Linked DNA regions of Zea mays: region 1 is linked to region 2. A link is a contact called in public Hi-C data. All regions are on one chromosome and are shown on one strand. The core of a region is the stretch at or near the end of the contact, and the rest is flanking DNA. Distances in the headings are between cores, read along the strand shown. Region 1 has its middle 41 kb from the start of LOC100278828. Region 2 holds the start of LOC100285661 (acyl-coenzyme A oxidase 2).

The links. A called contact is a pair of places that touch in the nucleus more often than the background predicts.
Region 1: a contact with region 2 is called in a Hi-C map of leaf, with 7 times the contacts expected there. The contact joins the enhancer-like site here to the promoter of LOC100285661 in region 2. A contact is called at or near these places in 2 of 25 Hi-C or Micro-C datasets (ear and leaf).

The regions. Positions count from the first base shown.
Region 1 is chr3:185,166,891-185,171,892 of Zm-B73-REFERENCE-NAM-5.0, reverse strand. No RefSeq gene overlaps it. Among protein-coding and RNA genes, the nearest start is that of LOC100278828, 41 kb to the right of the region's middle. Within about 2 kb of position 1,747, at least 19 of the 20 cell types and tissues checked have an H3K27ac peak or open chromatin away from gene starts, as enhancers often do. A contact at or near this core is called in ear and leaf, where this site is marked.
Region 2 is chr3:185,043,468-185,048,074 of Zm-B73-REFERENCE-NAM-5.0, reverse strand. LOC100285661 (acyl-coenzyme A oxidase 2) reads left to right here and starts at 1,979. Exons shown (of 13, transcript NM_001158552.1): 1 at 1,979-2,592; 2 at 3,541-3,658; 3 at 3,753-3,860; 4 at 3,939-4,111; 5 at 4,276-4,375; 6 at 4,453-4,527. The coding sequence starts at 2,102. It overlaps LOC100383526 (Protein HESO1), which reads left to right. Exons shown (of 9, transcript NM_001176174.1): 9 at 1-750. The coding sequence ends at 612. LOC103651016 (a long non-coding RNA gene) reads right to left here and starts at 1,813. Exons shown (of 2, transcript XR_564529.3): 1 at 1,715-1,813; 2 at 1,038-1,485.

The DNA of each region.
Region 1 (5,002 bases), core at 498-2,997, 120 kb before region 2:
TTTGTCCGAGGCTAGGCTCGGGCGAGGCGTGATCGGGTCCCTCGAATGGACTGATCCCTGACTTATTCGTACCCATCAGGCCTTTGCAGCTTTATGCTGATGGGGGTTACCAGCTGAGAATTAGGAGCCTTGAGGGTATCCCTAATTATGGTCCCCGAGAGGTTTCTCATTTGTTTTTGAATTTTTTTGATACGGATTAGAAATGGTACGCACCCGATTTGGATAGTTTTTCGATCGTTTTTGTATTTTTCATTTTTGAGCCGTGATGATACCATATTTTTACGATTTTTATATAATATAAGATACATCTAGTGTATAATGTATGCAAGTTATAAATTTTTGTTTTGTTCAAGTGAATGAAGAAGAGAAAAAAATAAAGGTTGTAATTACTCTGAATAATATAAACGATGAAGAAGAGTTATTTGTGTATTTTAACATCTTTAAAATTAAGTAATATCCAACTTTGTTATGTATTCGTGGAAACTATAATATTTGTCATTTTGGCTAGAGTGTATCATTTTTCAAATAACCGACGATCCAGGTCCTATATTTTTGACCGTTGGTTTACCGTTTTCGTTACATAAAAAATATGAAAATAAAATCAAGCTTGTTCGCTTAAGATTAAAGCCAGCTGTTCGGACTGCTGCAGATACAGTCCATAGAGATAAAACAATGTAGAAACAGTAAAACCACGTATAGATTAAAGTTAAACGAACAGTCCATCAATTTAGATGTTTTTTTTTATCGTTTTCGTTCGCTTTTATTGCTAGTTTGAATAAAGCCTGACTCGCTAGGGCGGTTAATTTTGTTAATCTCTCTCTTTATTATTGGCCAAGATTATACTCAGCCGTAGAAGTCGACCGGTCGGCATTTGTTGCGAAAGTACGCACGCAGGTGAAGCTCGCCTTTGTTACAGTCCCGGTTTCACATCGGCTGGCTGGTCAGCCAGGTTTCGGGTCGTCGCGCTCCAGGTTAAAACACAGGCGCGGCACAACGACGGCAAAGAGCGTACTCCACCGCAGAGTACGTACGTACGTACGTTAGCGTCACCCGCCGTCAGCGTTTGCGCGTGTCCCCGCAGCGCCGCGATGATTTCGATGTGGGTCGCCCTCTTGGCTCGTCCACCACCGGGAAGAGATCGGACGGAAATGATGGCGCGCTGATTGATCAGAGCCGCGCGGCGCGGGCTGACATTGACGTACACGTACGTACACACACGCGGAGTCGCTCAAAAAACGAGTGGAGAAATTGTGGTGGTTCTGTGCGCGTGTCAAGTCATGTGGCAGCCGGAGTGGGACGTTGCGTTGCAGGTCAAAGACGAATATGCACGTTCAGAGTTCATTCAGACTAGAGACTTTAGAGGGAGAAAGCGACGGCGGCGCGTCGCCGGGGGTCTGAGGGCCGCAGGGGACAAGCGACGAGTTGCGCGGGTGAGGACGGCAGAAAAAGGCGAGAGTTCTGGCCGGTTCTGGGCGTTAAGCTCGACCTGCGACTGCGATCTGTCTGGCTGCCTCCGGTGAAAGTGAGGTCCACGGTCACGCGTCTTTTGACCTCTGCCTGAAAGCGACCGAGGCGTCTTTTCATCTGCTCGACGCGGAGCGGGACTTCCTGTTTTCACGCCACGCGACGCGGATCGGCCTTTCATTTCTTTCCTTTGAGGAAAACTAGCGGGCTTCCATGCCTAATACCGTTTTTGTACGGGCCGTTTTACAGTAGCATTTGGCCCATTTGCTGTCGTTATTTGTATGCATCTTGACCTCGTGGGCCGTGATAAGTCATGGGCTGGGCTTCTATCGAAGTCTTGTTCATGGGTACTGCCAGTACTGGACCCAAAATAAACATACCAATAAACATACCAATTCAGTTTAGAGCAAAATGAACACGACACCTCAGTTGCGTTAGAGACATGACACGACTCACCACAACATTTAGGTACACTGGCGTAATTTATGTGGCCACGCTAGCATGTAGTCAACACTTTCCACGTACGTGGTCAAGGGTCACGGAACCGGACGGCTAGTCTAGCATGGATGTTCCTAAAACATCCGAATTGTATCACAAATATAATATTTTAGCATAGATATACATAGAATTTAAAGTTAATTTTCGGCGATGTTATTAAAAATATTATGAAGTATTTAAATAAATTTTTGTATAATTTTTTATGTACATTATTTTCTCCCTACAACAAAAAGGTGAAAAAACATCCGAATCCGCATTCGGATAGACATTCGAATTTTATATGAATTATTTAAAAAGATAAAGAATGAATTTAATGTTTATTTTTTGTGAAGATTAATAGTCTCAATGCTAAAAACAAGAATATAAATTTACATAGCAAATGCTATATGTTAGTTGTTCACAATCGAAGAAAGAAGACCGAAAAATGACATCCGAATAAATATCCGGATCCATCTAGCTAGCCGACCGGCTAACCGGTAATCCGCGTCGGACGGTGACGCCTATACATCGGTTTTGGTTTTTTAATATGGAGAAAAATTATATATTTTGAAAACTTTTGATATCAATTTTTGAATAAATACTATAGATAATGTGAAGCTACTGAAACCAAATTTGAAAAACGGAACAAATTTCAAACTAAAAATCATGGAAATTTCAGACAAATACAAGAAAAACTCATATATGAGTTAGGATTGTCGATTAGCCGCTCCCCAAAAGCCGATAAATCGACGTATAGGGTTGATTAGCCGGCGGGAGAGTAGGAGCTAGGGTTTGGGGGGGGGGGGTTCTTTGCTTTCTTAGACATGTTTTCAAGTGTTACTTGCAATATATGCTAACAACACTTGTAATCATACGTCATGTTATTGCTATTTTCAGTAATGTCGGATCGAATCGATTCAGTTTGATAACATGGGCACAACATATATCCTGGATTCAGGTGCAGACATTGTAAGAGACAGTGGATGATAAATGTAAAAAAACATGGACGTGGTGACAGAAATTGGTCCAGAGCATGTGGTTCATATTGTCACTGATAATGAAGTGAACACAAAAAGACATGTCGTAGGGTAGTCACGAAGCATCCTTCTATTGTGTGGCAGCCGTGTGTGGCTCACACCATAAATTTGATGTTGAAGGATATTAGAAATTTTCCTAGGCATGCTAATGTGATTTAAAGTGCTAGGCGGATATTATGGTTTCTTTACAATCATAACAAATTCCATTCTATGATGAAGGAAGCAAATGGTGGGGGACTTGGTTCAGTGGAATGCCACAAGATTTGGAACAAATTACACATTCTTAGAGTGTTTTCTTCGCCGGAAGGAAAAGTTCAAGGAATGGATTGGTTCTCAGGGATTCATACAAAGCAAGTTCAGCAGCATACCAGATGGAAAGTACACATATGAAACCCTTACACGCTTGTCATGGTGGGACCAAACGAAGTATGTAGTTGATGTAATAGAGCCATTATTTGGTTTTCTTCATTTCGCTGACAAAGATAGGAAGGGAACACTTAGTACGGGTTTCAATGTTCATGTCATGAATCATTAACTACATATTCCATGGTTGTTGCTTCAATGTATTTAAACTATTAAATGTTGTCATTGGTCTTGTGATAACATTTGGGCCATCTTTTATTCAAATGTTGGGACCTCAATGTGCTTTATTTGCCAAAAAAACAAATGGTTCAGTTTCTGCACATGTGGTACCGGTTTATCAGGTCGGAAACTGATTCGGTCTCGAGCCGTTTGAATTGAAAAAATTGGTTTAACTTGAATTCGCTCGGTTTCTACCGATTTATCACGATTAGTCGGATATTGGTCACAAGACGTTTGAATTCGACATCAATAAGAGGGTCATGTTCTCGTGCCTTCGATATTATTTCGTGGCCTTCAGATTTGTTCTGCATCTTTGACCATGTGGTTTTGTGATCGAAGGAGCGTTCTGTCTTTGCTCCAACATGAGCCCTCAAGGGGGTGGTTCAACTTGTTGAGTCAAACCCAAAGTCTTGTAGAGCCGACAGGCGAACGCTGCCCTCGATCACAAGTTGAACCAGTTGCTTTTGTGTTTGTGACCGTTGGCTGATGATGTAGTCAGCTAACGTGGGGTGGCTCGTCTTTTGATGGTGACCGGCTTCATGGTTTCTAAAGCGCCGCTTAGTTGTTGTATATAAAGGCAGGGGTAGTGCGGTGTTTATTCTTTTTCCGCGCAACGCCCCATTCCTCTGCTTTGCCGCTTCTGTCTTGCGCTGCACATCTCTCTCCGTCTTTGTCGGTGACGATTGATCTGGCGCAGAGTAAGCAAACTACTCACCGCCGACGCCGGTACGTGCCACCGTCCTCTTCTTCCTTGTCGTCGAATACTGGCAGGTGGTTCTGGCATTCAGTGTGTCGCATGCCAAGAGACATTGGAATTTGATCGGTGTGCGGTTTCCTCGAACCACGTGTGCGAATTTGGTTGGTGTGCGGTTTCCTCCGACGGTGAGGTGTTAAGTTTCCTCACCGCCTACTGAAAGGGAAATAGGGTCAAACCTTTTCCTAAATGATTTTGGTGGTTGAATTGCCCAACACAAATAATTGGACTAACTAGTTTGCTCTAGATCATACATTCTACAGGTGCCAAAGGTTCAACACAAACCAATCAAAAGAACAAGTTAGGGTTCAAAAGAAAGGAGCAAAAAGGAAACCGAAGTGTGCCCTGGTCTGGCGCACTGGACTGTCCGGTGCACCAGGGTGAATTAGCTAAAACTCCTCAGCTTCGGGTTCTCCAGGCGCCGCTCCGCTATAATTCACCGGACTGTCCGGTGTGCCACCAGACTGTCCGGTGCACCAGCGAAGCAACGGCTATCTGCACGCAACGGTCGACTCTGACAGGGAAGAGTACAACACAGTGAACGCGACAGCAGTCAGAGCAGTTGGTCGGAGGGACACCGGACTATCCGGTGCCGCACCGGACTGTCCGGTGCCACATGAGGATAGAGCCTCCAACGGTCAACCAGCTCCAAGCCCTAACGACAGGATGACGTGGTGGCGCACCGGAC
Region 2 (4,607 bases), core at 730-3,229:
CCAAGGAATAATGTGCATAGCAGGATTAGAGGACAGATGTGGCGTGATCGAGGCCAAGCACCCAGCGCGAGAGGGTTTACTGGAACCAGATCAGTCCATGAAAATCCACTAGCGAACACTACAGCACATGAAACAGCAGTGCAATACCACAACCATGTGCAGCCGACAACAGTTCGGCAAACAGCCATCCGCAATCAAGTAACAAATACTGCAGTGCATCAGACCGCGCCTTACCAGAACCATACTGCTCGACAGGTGTATCCTACTTGGTCCCAGACAGCTGAACCCTACCAGAATCATAATCAGCAGGTATACGCTACTGGGTTTCAAACAGGGCCATACCAAAGCCATAATCAAGTCCATGCTTATAGAGCAGGGTTGCCACCTGGAGGAATATATGAGATCCACAATCAACAGGTGTATAATGCAGGGTTCCAAACCGACGGTCCGCACCAGAATCAGCAGCGGCGAAAGGGATACCCATCAAACCATCAGAATAACAGGCTTTCTGCGACGGCAGCGAGGTACGAGCCCGTTCGTGGACAGTTTAACAACGGATCGACATGGGACTCAAGGTCCCAAGCACCGGGCAGTGCAGCTCTGCGAAGGTAGCCGTCAGCATCTCAGGAGGATAGTAGTAACAGGCAAATCGGCTGGATTTTGACTGCTGGGCAGCTCTTCCTTGTGTAAAAAATTCTAGCACTTCTTTACTGGTGGACAACTCTTCCTTATGTAAAAATTGCTGTTAGCAGTCGGTTCGTAGTATGTGTCAATTAATTTTTTTTAAGGTGTGATTGGGTTTATTTATCGTGTCTCAGAAATTCATCGCCCTTCTCCGTATGCTCACGTATCATGTAAATAAAGTACAATAGCTGGTCCATGACACGCAGAAATATTCATCATGTAAAAAGCTGCCTCACGCCATATATGAGCTTTTAAGATTTTTTAGGAATCAATTGTTTTTTCTCTATTGGCTTAGGTCCACAAAATCCAACAGTCCAACTGTTTTTTTTTTTCACGCGGAAGTAAACAACATATCTTGAAATCTCAATTACAACCCTACTTTCATTCTGCCATACGGAGAATCTAGTAGCACAATAGCACCATGATTGATCCTGGCTGTAAGGATAAAAATCGTCCACGAAAATGATCGGTCATGACCCACCAACAACTCTCAACTAACTGAACAAGTAGCGCAACTGCAAACAAAACTACTCAAGTTTACTCTGTTTCCAGCAGGAATATCTTTTAGTTATGGAAGGAGGACCAGGATACTCGCAGGAAACATGACGGCGGCATCTGAACACACTGAACTTGAGAGCTTTCTCTTCAAACTTAGGGCTTCTTTGGATTGAACGATTATTTCCTGAATCCTGTGTCTTTCCTGCGTTTTTAAACGAAAACTTGTAAAATTCCTATCCTACTCCTGTGAAATTCTTGTGTTCTTAGGATTGCACTTCCCTTTCGGTTGAACTTCGATTGTAACTGGAGAGACAAATAAAGAGTCAAATAGAGAGTAAAAAATAAAGAGTCTCTTAAAGATGCTCTTAGACTAGAAAATCGAACTATATATGAATGAAGCTAGCAACCGACAGTTTTGTTCTAAAAAAATGTTTTAAACTTCTAAAAAAAGATTTGCATCTTGGTATATGCTGTAATTTTTGTTGCTTCTTGACTTGTCAAGGAAAAAAAAAGAGGGCCAGCATGTGATCACCTCAAGAGGAGTGGAGAAAACCCATGAACGACCAAAGGCTTCAACTGACAAGCTTTGTCAAACCGTTCTTCCATAAAAAAAAACTGTTCTCCCCTATCCTCAAAGAAACGTGTGCCGAGATGCAACCTCACGCTGACTCGGCGCATATACTCTGTATCATTGGCGCGATTTCTCGGTTTCTTCTGACACCCGACTTGGATTGTCTCGTTCGTCTTCGTCATCGTCACTCAACAACTCGTCTCATCGCGCCGCATCGTTTACCTCAAGGTTGTTTTGTTGCTTCCTTGTCCCGCTCTCACCAGCAATCCCGTCGATCACCCAGACCTCCACGGCACTGCTCCGTCTCCTCCGTTCCGTTCCGAACCGCAAGCTCCCAACCCTTCCGCGATGGACCTCACCTCGCCGTCGCCCGCGGCGCGCCGCGCCGCCGCCATCGCGCGCCACCTCGCCGCGGCCGCCGCCCCCATCCCGGCGAGCAGCCCCCTGGAACCTTCCTGCTGCCTCAGCTACGTCCCGCCGGAGTCCACGGAGCGGCCGGCGGCGTTTGCGCCGGCCGACCTCAGGCTTCTGCTGGACGGGCACGACCTGCCCACGCGGGACTGGCTCTTCCGCGCCATGGAGGAGAGCCCCCTTTTCCGCAGCCGGAGTTCGCGGACGGGATCCAGGGTGTTCGTGGCGCCGGACTTCAACGACGGCAAGGAAGGGCAGCGGGAGGCCACCATGCGGCGGATCGCGTACCTGAATCGGCGCGGCGTGTTCCGCGGGTGGCTCACCGAGGACGGCGCTGCCGCCGAGCTCCGCAAACTAGCGCTCCTCGACTGCATCGCCATCTATGACCACTCTCTCGCCATCAAGATTGGCGTCCACTTCTTCCTCTGGTAATTTTTGCTGCTAGCTATTTCCAGCGTTATTCTGGGTCCTTCGTATAACTGATTGCTTATGCTTTCTGCCTGCGGTTTAAAAGTTCCATCCGGTGTTTTCGATGCGCTAATTCTTTTGGGTGGTTTGTGTTTTCCCTAAACGGTAGACACGCCCCCAACGGGCTACAGGAAATCTTCAGGTCCTTGAGATAGACAAACCGCAATGAAACAGAAACAAAATGCACACGAAGCCTATTGCTTTGTACTCCCTATACCGAAGCATTTAAAATTTGTCTCAAGTTATAAGGTATTCTAGGTGAATTAACTCTCCCAAAGCACCAACCACATGCGGACCTGCCATTAGTGTGTACCACTAGGTTCAAAATATAGTAAGCACAAGATCTCTCTATAGTTAAGGGAGGGTTATTGGTCATTTGTTTTACTGCATAATCTGTCCTAAAATTTCTACGGTACCTTGTATTTTAGGATGGAGGGAATAATTAATAGTGATGGTGCTGGCGTTGACCAGCTGGAAGCCACGGTTTATGTCAGCACCAGGATGCCTTTCTGTATCATTCTGCTACTAGAATTTATCATCTAGCCGCACACAAGTAAATTTTGGGTGCATGGAATTGTTGCCTGGGCCAGGTAGCTTTTCTAGGGTCCAAAACAAACAGGTCTGTGTCTGAGGTTATAACAGTTTTACAGAGATTTTCAAGACCAGATGATCATTTGGGTCTTTATATTAACTTTGTTTAAAGTGAATGCTTAGCAATGATACTACAGGAATGGTCTTGACTCTTAAAGAAGCCAGCATGTTTTTGTTAGGTTTATTTCCTTTGGTGAGAATGTTCTTGTAGTACAGCAGTAAGCCACTTGTTGTGTAGAGTTTACCAGTGTTGTATGGAGTTCTTTTGTTTGCAATCTTCTCATGTTTAGTTTATTAAATTTCTCTATGTGTTCCAGGGGCAGTGCCATCAAGTTTCTTGGAACAAAGCGCCACCATGACAAGTGGTTGGTTGCCACGGAAAATTATGATATCAAGGGTTGTTTTGCAATGACAGAACTAGGCCATGGAAGCAATGTACGTGCATAGATTTGGGCTAAGCATACTTTTTACGGTATAATCTCACTAACTGTGCTGATTAAGTTCTGTTGCTGTTTCTTTGTTACAAAAGGTGCGAGGAATAGAAACAATAGCAACTTATGATTCAGAAACAAGAGAGTTCATCATAAATACTCCATGTGAATCAGCTCAGAAGTACTGGATTGGTGGAGCTGCCAATGTAAGAATTAAGAAAATGTGTGCATCTGCACTCTGCATTCAGTCACAACTTGCTAAAGATTTCCATGCCCTTTTGCAGCATGCAACACATACAATAGTCTTTTGTCAACTTCATATAAATGGGAGAAATGAAGGAGTTCATGCTTTTGTAGCTCAAATTAGGGATGAAGATGGAACTGTGTTGCCTAATATCCATATAGCTGACTGTGGCCATAAGATTGGACTGAATGGCGTTGATAATGGGCGGATTTGGTGAGTACTTGTATTTTTTTGTATTATTATATACCATGGTTTTTAAAGCGGTAAGGCGAGACAAGGCGTTGGACCACCGCCTGGATGCCTAGGCGACGCCTTAAAAACAGTGTTATATACATCATTTAATGTATATCATATCTTACTTTTTACTTCTATACCAGGTTTCAGAATATACGTGTTCCTCGTGAGAACTTGCTTAATTTGGTTGCTGATGTTTTGCCAGATGGGCGATATGTTAGCATGATAGATAATCCAGATCAGGTCCCTCTATCTCTCTGAATATGTTACCAGGATTTCTTATTCTTCTTTTTCTTAAGAAATGCAATCTTGATTTGCAGAGGTTTGCAGCTTTCCTATCTCCGCTTACACTTGGTCGAGTAAACATTGCAGTTAACTCAGTCTACATTTCAAAGGTGTGTTGCAAGGCATTTTCTTCTCTTGTAAACACAGGAAAAAATGTTTTGCTGATGAATTTAACAAATATAGTCCCCCA